Regions from separate parts of the Mus musculus genome. Here region 2 is linked to region 1. Evidence: chromatin contacts called from public HiChIP or PLAC-seq data. All regions are on one chromosome and are shown on one strand. Each heading gives the region's core, a stretch centred on a gene start, on an enhancer-like site or on the middle of the called end of the contact. The rest is flanking DNA. Distances are from core to core; before and after follow the strand shown. Region 1 has its middle 53 kb from the start of 9530068E07Rik. Region 2 holds the start of Uqcrq (ubiquinol-cytochrome c reductase, complex III subunit VII).

Region 1 (3,888 bases), core at 761-3,260:
ATCTTAACCACAAGGCCTGATTTGTCTGTGAGCCTGGATACCTGGTGGGCCTCACTGGACAGACAGTCAGCCTGGCTTCACACAGGACAGCTGGGGAGAAGCTCTGCAAAGCGTCAGGCAAGACTACCTTGAAGACCCTCTTTCCCAGAAAAGCAAGCTGCAGCCAGTTGGACTCAAGGCTTCAGATGCTTGAGAACATCTTCACAGGCCCCAGGGGGGTGGAAACAAGGACTCAGCTACCCCTATGTCCATCACACAGATAGCTGAGTCCCATAAGACTTCAGTCATCGCTGTGAACTGCTGGGTGGAAGTAGGAAGAGGACTAAAGGTTGTCCTCTGCCTGCTTTAACCAAGGAAAGCTTCTTGTGAGAGGCAGGGCATTCAATGGGGACAACAGGGGCAGTGCCAGCTAAGCACCTTGGAGGGACACTGGAGGAAGGTGAGCTGAGAGCAGAAGGCGTCATGAGAACAGGTGAGCATTTCCCTCTCTTTGATGCTTATTTCAAAGCACGAAGTTCCCAAGGCTGCAGCCAATACACTTTTGGCACATGCCTTTATCTCTCTCTCTCTCTCTCTCTCTCTCTCTCTCTCTCTCTCTCTCTCTCTCTGGTTCTAACCTGGAAATGCAAATCCACCATGTATAGTTTATAGCTCCTCGCTGGCCAGGACCACAGATCATCCATCAGCTCAGAAAGAAACTTCTAGAAATACCTCCATCTACTTCCTTCTCCATCAGAATCGCCTTTGCTTAAGGGTACCTTGGAGCAAACGGTCATCTCCTACACTAATGCTCCCCCAAGCCTGCCTCCCCTGTCTTCTGCCACTGAATTCTCCCACTCCACTCAGTCAAATGGGGTCTCTCAGTCGCATTCCCTCCCTGAGACTCGGGGACCATTGCAGGAGAGGAGGCCAGAGGTTGTAAGAGCCAGAGGTCAAAGAGGACCAGAGTGACACAGTGTCTTCTGGACATGACAGAGCCACTTGCATGTGCTTATGACACAGGGACTCATGGTGCCTGTAGCTGCCTGCACAAAAGCTGTGGAAGATCAAGCCAGATAGTGTTCTAGTAGGAAGGGGGAGGGGCTCACGAGCTCCCACCCTTAGCTGAGGAGCTACGAACAGTTTGTGGCTTCTTGGGGAAGGAGACTCAGTTTCTTTAAGGGTGTGGCTCCTGGTAGGTGGGCCATGCTCTAGCAGATGGCTCCATACCCAGGAAGCTATGGACACCACAAACTGGAGTAGTTGGGAGATATATAGATATAGATATAGATATAGATATAGATATAGATATAGATATAGATGTGTGTGTGTGTGTGTTTGTGTGTGTGTGTGTATCTATATGGGGGCAAGTGGTAAGGTTGAGCAGTCTCAGACTCCAGGAATCTCAGAATTAAGGTGGCACATGCATTTGATCCTAGCACTTGGGAGGCAGAGGCAGGCAGATTTCTGAGTTTGAGGCCAGCCTGGTCTACAAAGTGAGTTCCAGGACAGCCAGGGCTACACAGAGAAACCCTGTCTTGAAAACCCAAAAAAAAAAAAAAAAAAAAAAAAAAAGAATGGTAGAAGTGGAGCCAGCTCCCTGCCTCTGCCTAGCTCTACCTGTTCTGGAACACTTAACCATGGCATCCCCACTGAGAGGACCATAGCAATCTCATGTAGCATAAAAACCTGGAGTTCAGACTGGCAAGATGGCACAGAGGGTAAGAGCACTGACTGCTCTTCCAAAGGTCCTAAGTTCAAATCCCAGCAACCACATGGTGTCTCACAACCATCCATAATGAGATCTGATGTCCTCTTCTGGTGCATCTGAAGTCAGCTACAGTGTACTTATGTATAATAATAAATAAACTTTTTTTTTAAAAAAAACCTGGAGTTCTCCATACTAATGAGGTATCTAGAGAGGCCCCCAGTACTCAAGCAAGGAGCTTCACTTCCTGGGCATCCCTTCCCATAAAAGGTATTTAATCTCTGACTCAGCCTGAGTGAGGTGTAGGCATTCACATCCGTCATCAAATAAAACAGTTTGGACAAGCAAGGACTGACTCTTTGTCAAGGATAGCCTGGGGGTGGAGAGGCCTTAGTCATAAAGAGCCTCGCCTAAATCTCTGAGAAGGCCTTCTCTTTCCCAGTCCCTAGGTTCCCTTAGCACTCCCTCAGAACCAAACCAAACCGGTTCCACCCCTGTTCCACCTCAGCCTTCCCCTTCCCCTTCTTCCCCTTCCCCTTCCCCTTCCCCAAGTGGAAGCTCAGACCAAGGACCCCCATTCCCAACTGCCAGCAGTACCCCAGTGGCTTCTGGGTGCACGGGAGACTGGGAACCACAGAAACTATCCCAGATCCCACAGGGGAAAACACTGAGGACCCCTACTGTGGACTGTGCTCTGCCTCCCCTGAGCAGCTGGCTCACAGTGCTCCAGCAGTGCTCCCAGCAACCCAATGGAGGGGAAACAGGCCCGAAGCCTGGCATAAAATAAAGAAGTTGAAGGTTAAGTTAAGGGACAAGTTGGAGCAAATCTGATGAAAATACACCATGTGAAATTCTCAGAAGATGAAAATATTTTAAAGATTTTTTTTCCACTGTATCCATAACTTATCGATGATGACAATGTAACGTGTGGTGTCACTTGGGAAATGGCTCAGCATGTGAGAGGGCTTGCAACAAGCTCCTTAACCCACTTAGGGAAGGATTAGACCTCAGCATGGTACCATAACAAGAAGCCCTGGGTACCCGATGCCAGTCCAGAGCAAGACTGTGAAGTTTCACTATGCCATCCTGACCACACTGGAGCAAGCATTAATAACTAAGGCTGACAGAGATTAGCTCGGCCAAGCTTTCCAACTTGTTCTTAGACACTCCAGCCTTGACTGGAGTTTGGACAAGATGAGCTTGGAACTTTGTGATGGATGATGCTTGGGTCAGCCCAAGATCCCTTCCCTAAGCACCACACAGCCCAGTTCTGACCTCCGCAGCCCACCGGGATCCCAAGCTTGTGAGCACTGCACAGGGCCTTCCTCTAGGCCTTAGTAGAATAGATAGGAGTTCTTCAATTTGATGCGGTTTGGTCTGGTTAATAAATCAATAGCATACAGGCCTAGGGTGTAGCTCAGTTGGTAGAGTTCTTGCCTAACACACACAAAGCCCTGGGCTCCCATCCCACTGCCACATAAAGCAGATGTGGTCGCACGTGCCTGCAATCTCAGAACGGAGGAGGCAGGATAAGGAGGCTGAGAAGTTTAATGTCATCCTCCAGACCAGCCTGGGCTACACAAACCTTACCTCAAAAAATAAATAATATAGATTATAATAATGATATTATTAGTACTGGCAACATTTACTATTTGTTAAATACCAGCTAGTAAGGAGGAAATGATTCATAAGGCAAAGAATTATCTTCTCTAGGGAAAGATTTGTTGAACATGACTACAACTTTAAAAAAAAAGTTTTTACATTTATTGTGTGTGTTTGTGTGTGCATGCATGCGTTTGTCAGTGCCCACGTGTGGAACTCAAAAAACAGCTTGTGAGAATCAGTTCTCCCTCCCCCTCCCTTCCCCCGCCCATGTGAGACCCTGGTATGGAACTCAGGTCATCGGGCTTAGTGACAGTTCTGAGCCATCTCACTGGCCAGAGCATAACTTCTTTTTAATGTGTTTAAACTGACCTGACACGTTGATGTCAGGCCCATGAGAAGCAGTGTTTGGCCCCAGCTCCTCCATCAGGGAGGTGCTGGAATGTTGGCCCCTGTGCCTGGGCCCGTTCCCATCTAGCCTCTAGCTTCTGCCCTTGGACAGCAGTCCTCCCGGGAGCCTTTTCTTGCTGCCAGGATCTGGGCACAGGGCCCAGAACACTTTCAGCCTGCCCCAGCCCAGTGCCCTTGAGCGGCCCCTC
Region 2 (4,209 bases), core at 1,055-3,554, 980 kb before region 1:
TCAAACCCACCAAGTATCGTCACCCTAGTGGACTACTTATATAGGTGAGAGCCCAACAGAAACCCAAGGAATTATAAAACAAAACCTCTTAGGGCTGGAGATGTGACTGCAGAAGTATTAGGTTTATTTTTTCCTCTTGATTCATCGTCTATCTCCACAGCTCCCACGTCCAGGTGGTTAGAATAACTGATGGCTTACTGCACAGTGAATCAGAGAAACAAAGTCACAATGGGTTCTGAAATTCCAGTGATGTTAGGCTGTTCAGCCTGTCCAGGTGGCTTAGTAGAGGGGTTGTAAAGTTGGCCCAAGACAACAGCTACTTGCAATGTGCTTTGAAAAAGGACATCAGGGCCCAGGTGTAGAGGTTCACGCCTTTAATCCCAGCATTCAGGAGACACAGGCAGGTGGATCTCTGTGGATTCAAGCCAGCCTGGTCTATATAGAGAGTTCTAGGACAGTCAGAGCTACATAATTTTGAGAGACCCCATCTCAAAATAAAAAGAGGACATCACCTTTAACTTTGAGCAATTAAAACATACAATGTCTTGGGGCCAGAAAGATGATGGATGACCTGGCAGTTAAGGGCACTGGTTGCTCTTCTTAGAACAACCATTTATAGCTCCACTTCCAGGGGAGCCAATGCCTTTCTCGGGCATCCTTAGGAATACAAAACACCCATTATAAAATGAAAATAAACAATTAAAAAAAAGCCACAATATCTAGCTGGAATGGCAAGATAGCAACTTGCCGCCAAGCCTAACGACCAAAAGTCATCCAGTCCTAAAGGCCTAACTTCAACCCCTGTGATCCACAGAGAAAAAGGGAGAAGAGACTTCTACAGCTCGTCTTCTGACCTACACCCCTAGCACTTACATACCAAATACATATTTTAAAATGTAGTGACAGTACAATATCCTGATGCCCTTGTTTTGGTCTACAATTCACTTGACTATACTTTGGTTGAAAAATCTTGAGACATCAGCAAATGCAATTAAATAGACATCGTATTTATTCTTTAACCAACCACCCAGATGGCAGAAATCAGGACAGTGTTTTAGTCCTTGATTAAAGTATTTGTGTCCCGGCCTTGGAGGTGAGATCAAGCTAGATAATGTTTAAGGAAAATGGGGGCAGGGTGGAGGTGGGGGGGAGAATGTGCAGGTGCACCATGAAAGGCTATCTAGCACCCCTTGGAAGGAGACTATCTCTTGGGAGAAAGTCAAAACACACTAATGACACAGGATAAAAAAAAAATCAGTTTGCCCAGCACCAGATAGATAAGGCTGAAGTACTCTTGCAAAACTGAAGCTCACCGCCAAACTGCCCCAGTTTGATTGCCAGATTATTTACAGCCAGTTAACCCATTTACAGCCACTGAGAGGAGGAGAAAGGGCGGTGAGTCCCACAGGATAATATTAGCTAGGAGAATGAATGCACTTTAGAGAAAACATAACAGTTCCTTAGAGAGTGGGGTCTGGGTTTGATGACACACTCAGCCCAAACCCACCACTTTCTCCTTGGCTCCCATCACCACTATGTGCGTCTGACAACTGCCACACTCGTTCGTGGCTGAACTGGGAGAAACGTTTATGTCACATCTTGGACAAGTCTACAGCCTGCCAGTGGCTTGCTAGGCAGTGTGTACCAAAGCTCTAGATCCGTGTCCTTAATTTTGTACTGTGGTCAGTGAAGGCCCTTTTGGTTATGAGGACCACATATACCTGGTGGAGAGTAAGGGACAGCAGAAGAACGAGGAGAACAAGTCTTTTTGTTTTTTCTTTTTAATTTTTGAGCAGCTGCCGGCTGTTATGCAAAGGCCTGGTACTGAGCGGAAAGGACCGCCTCTTGGAACACCCAGGTGCTCCTAAGCCACGCCCATCACCCTAATCCGCGCCCCATGCACCTATAGGCCCCGCCCCGTGCACCTCTCGACGGGGGACCTTACGGACGTATCCACCTAAGATCCCCAGGGTGGCTAATAAGCCCCGCCCACTTGCTTGGCACCCCTCCCACCAAGCCACCATTCCTCTTCAAGCCCCGCCCCTTGGCAACATCAACCTCTCCCGTGCGTTCACTACTTACCGTAAGCCCACAAGCACCTCTATAAGCCCCACCCACGTGTCGCTAGAAGCGCCTCTAAGCTCCGCCCAGCCCTCTTGGTACTGGTCCTTTCCGGCTACACGAAGGTCAGGCCACGCCCACTCAGGTCAACTGACAATTTTTTTTTTGAGTCTCCCCCTTGAGATCGAAAGAAAATGGTAGTTCCCGGAAATGACTTCACGTTCTCTAGGCTCGGCTTCCGCTCCTCCCGGAAGTGACGGGCGAAAGCCGGCTCAGAGCTCTGGAGGTAGAGGTGACCGATCCTGGGGGTCGGTGTTAGGCCGTGGGAGGTTTTTCGCGAGACTGAGCCACGCGTCTATCTTCTGTCCCAGGGCCGCCGTCACCATGGGCCGCGAGTTTGGGAACCTGGCGCGGATACGGCACGTGATCTCCTACAGCTTGTCGCCCTTTGAGCAGCGCGCCTTCCCAAGCTATTTCAGCAAAGGCATCCCCAACGTGCTGCGCCGCACTCGCGAGCGCATCCTGCGCGTGGCGCCGCGTGAGTGCGGGGCGGGCGGGGTACAGCCGCGCACCTCTCCTTCCGACGCCCTCGCGGGGCAGACGTGGAGGAGTTCTTATCATATCGAAATGACTGGCCTAAGGTCACTTGGGTGACTCCAACGGCTCCCTCTGAGGTCATCGCTGGCCACTATCTGTGATGAAAGGCTGATGCAATCAGTGTCTTGTGTTAGATGTGCGGCCGATTTTGCTGTCGGTTTCATGGCATTGTGAATATCCGTGAAGGTGCACTTAAATTTGATGGAGAGGTTGAGGCCCGATCTTGCTGTAGAAGCCAGGCTGGCCTTAAACTTGAGATTTTACTGCCCTCTCCTCGGGACTGTTGGCTGGAATTGTAGGCATGCGCCAGCACAACAGTACTTTTTAAAATGGTGAAGATTATGTTAGGTAAATTCCGTGATTTTTTTTTTTTTAATTTGGTGTTAACTAGGAAAGCGAAGGCCACATCTTCCTGGGCTGATATCTTTGTTTTGGTTGCTTATAAAATGGTTGTGTACTATAACCATTTTGAACCTCTTATTAAAAGTAGTTTCTGGTCATAATGGTGTCTACATTTAATCCCCAGCAATCCTGAGACAGAAGCAGGTGGATCTATGTAGTTTTGAGGGAGTTCTAGACCAGCAAGGGCCTTATACTGTGAGCTTGTCTTAATACAGCAACAGAAACTTAGGGCTGGGGATGGTTCAACATCTTTCCTGCTCTTTCAGAAGATCCAGATTCCATTCCTAGCACCCATATGGTGGCTTACAATCATCTGTGACTTAAGTCCTGAGGGATTTGCCATTCTCTTACTCCCTTAGTCACCTCGGTATGCCCTGAGCCACAGCACGCACGCATGCCTTTAATCCCAGTGCTTAGGAGGCAGAGGCAGGCAGATCCCTGAGTTCATGGACAGCCAGGCTTACACAGAGAAAGAAACCCTTTCTCCAAAACCAAACAAACAGTTGAAGCTAGGGACAGTAGAAGGACAGGCAGAATTGGTTGAAAGTCAGAAAGGAGGACATGGACTGACAGAGGTGGGTGGATCTCTTGTTTGAGGTCTGTCTGTCCACTCAAGGAGGCCATATCAAAAAAGGAAAAAAAAAAAAAAAAGCCAGAGAGCTGGGGCACTGGTGGTTGTGGTACAGGTGCCTGTTCATGTAAATGACCCAGTGTGGTTCCTCCCAGCACCCACATGGTGGCTCACAGCCATCTATATAACTCCAGTTCCAGGGCACCTAACATCTTCTTGCCCCCAGGGAGCTACATGCATATGTATGATCAGACATGCATGTAAACCCCTCCCCCCCCCACACACACAATAATAATAAAATAGAAACTTTTTAAAATGTCTGTACTCATGGCTTCCTCTCTTGATCCCTACAGCGTTTGTAGTGGTCTACCTGATCTACACATGGGGCAACCAGGAGTTTGAGCAGTCGAAAAGGAAGAATCCAGCCATGTATGAAAATGACAAGTAGACGGCCTGCACCTGGGTGACAGTCCCCTGCCTCTGAAAGACCCTTCTCTGGGAGAGGAATCCACACTGTAGTCTTGAAGACAATAAACTACTTATGGACTTCCCTTTGTGACTTTGTGTGCTTAGTTTGA

The links. HiChIP or PLAC-seq counts read pairs in DNA pulled down with a chosen protein or histone mark.
Region 2: an HNF4G HiChIP or PLAC-seq map of pancreatic cancer cells shows a contact between it and region 1. The contact joins the promoter of Uqcrq here to the enhancer-like site in region 1. A contact is called at or near these places in 6 of 115 datasets of contacts at active chromatin or transcription factors (craniofacial prominence, embryonic forebrain, embryonic limb bud and 3 more).

What each region holds. Positions count from the first base shown.
Region 1 is chr11:52,447,358-52,451,245 of GRCm38.p6, reverse strand. No RefSeq gene overlaps it. Among named protein-coding and RNA genes, the nearest start is that of 9530068E07Rik, 53 kb to the right of the region's middle. Within about 2 kb of position 2,010, at least 44 of the 459 cell types and tissues checked have an H3K27ac peak or open chromatin away from gene starts, as enhancers often do. A contact at or near this core is called in pancreatic cancer cells, where this site is marked.
Region 2 is chr11:53,428,926-53,433,134 of GRCm38.p6, reverse strand. Uqcrq (ubiquinol-cytochrome c reductase, complex III subunit VII) reads left to right here and starts at 2,304. Exons shown (of 2, transcript NM_025352.3): 1 at 2,304-2,599; 2 at 3,985-4,209. The coding sequence starts at 2,446. The coding sequence ends at 4,079. It also overlaps a transcript of Gdf9 not described here.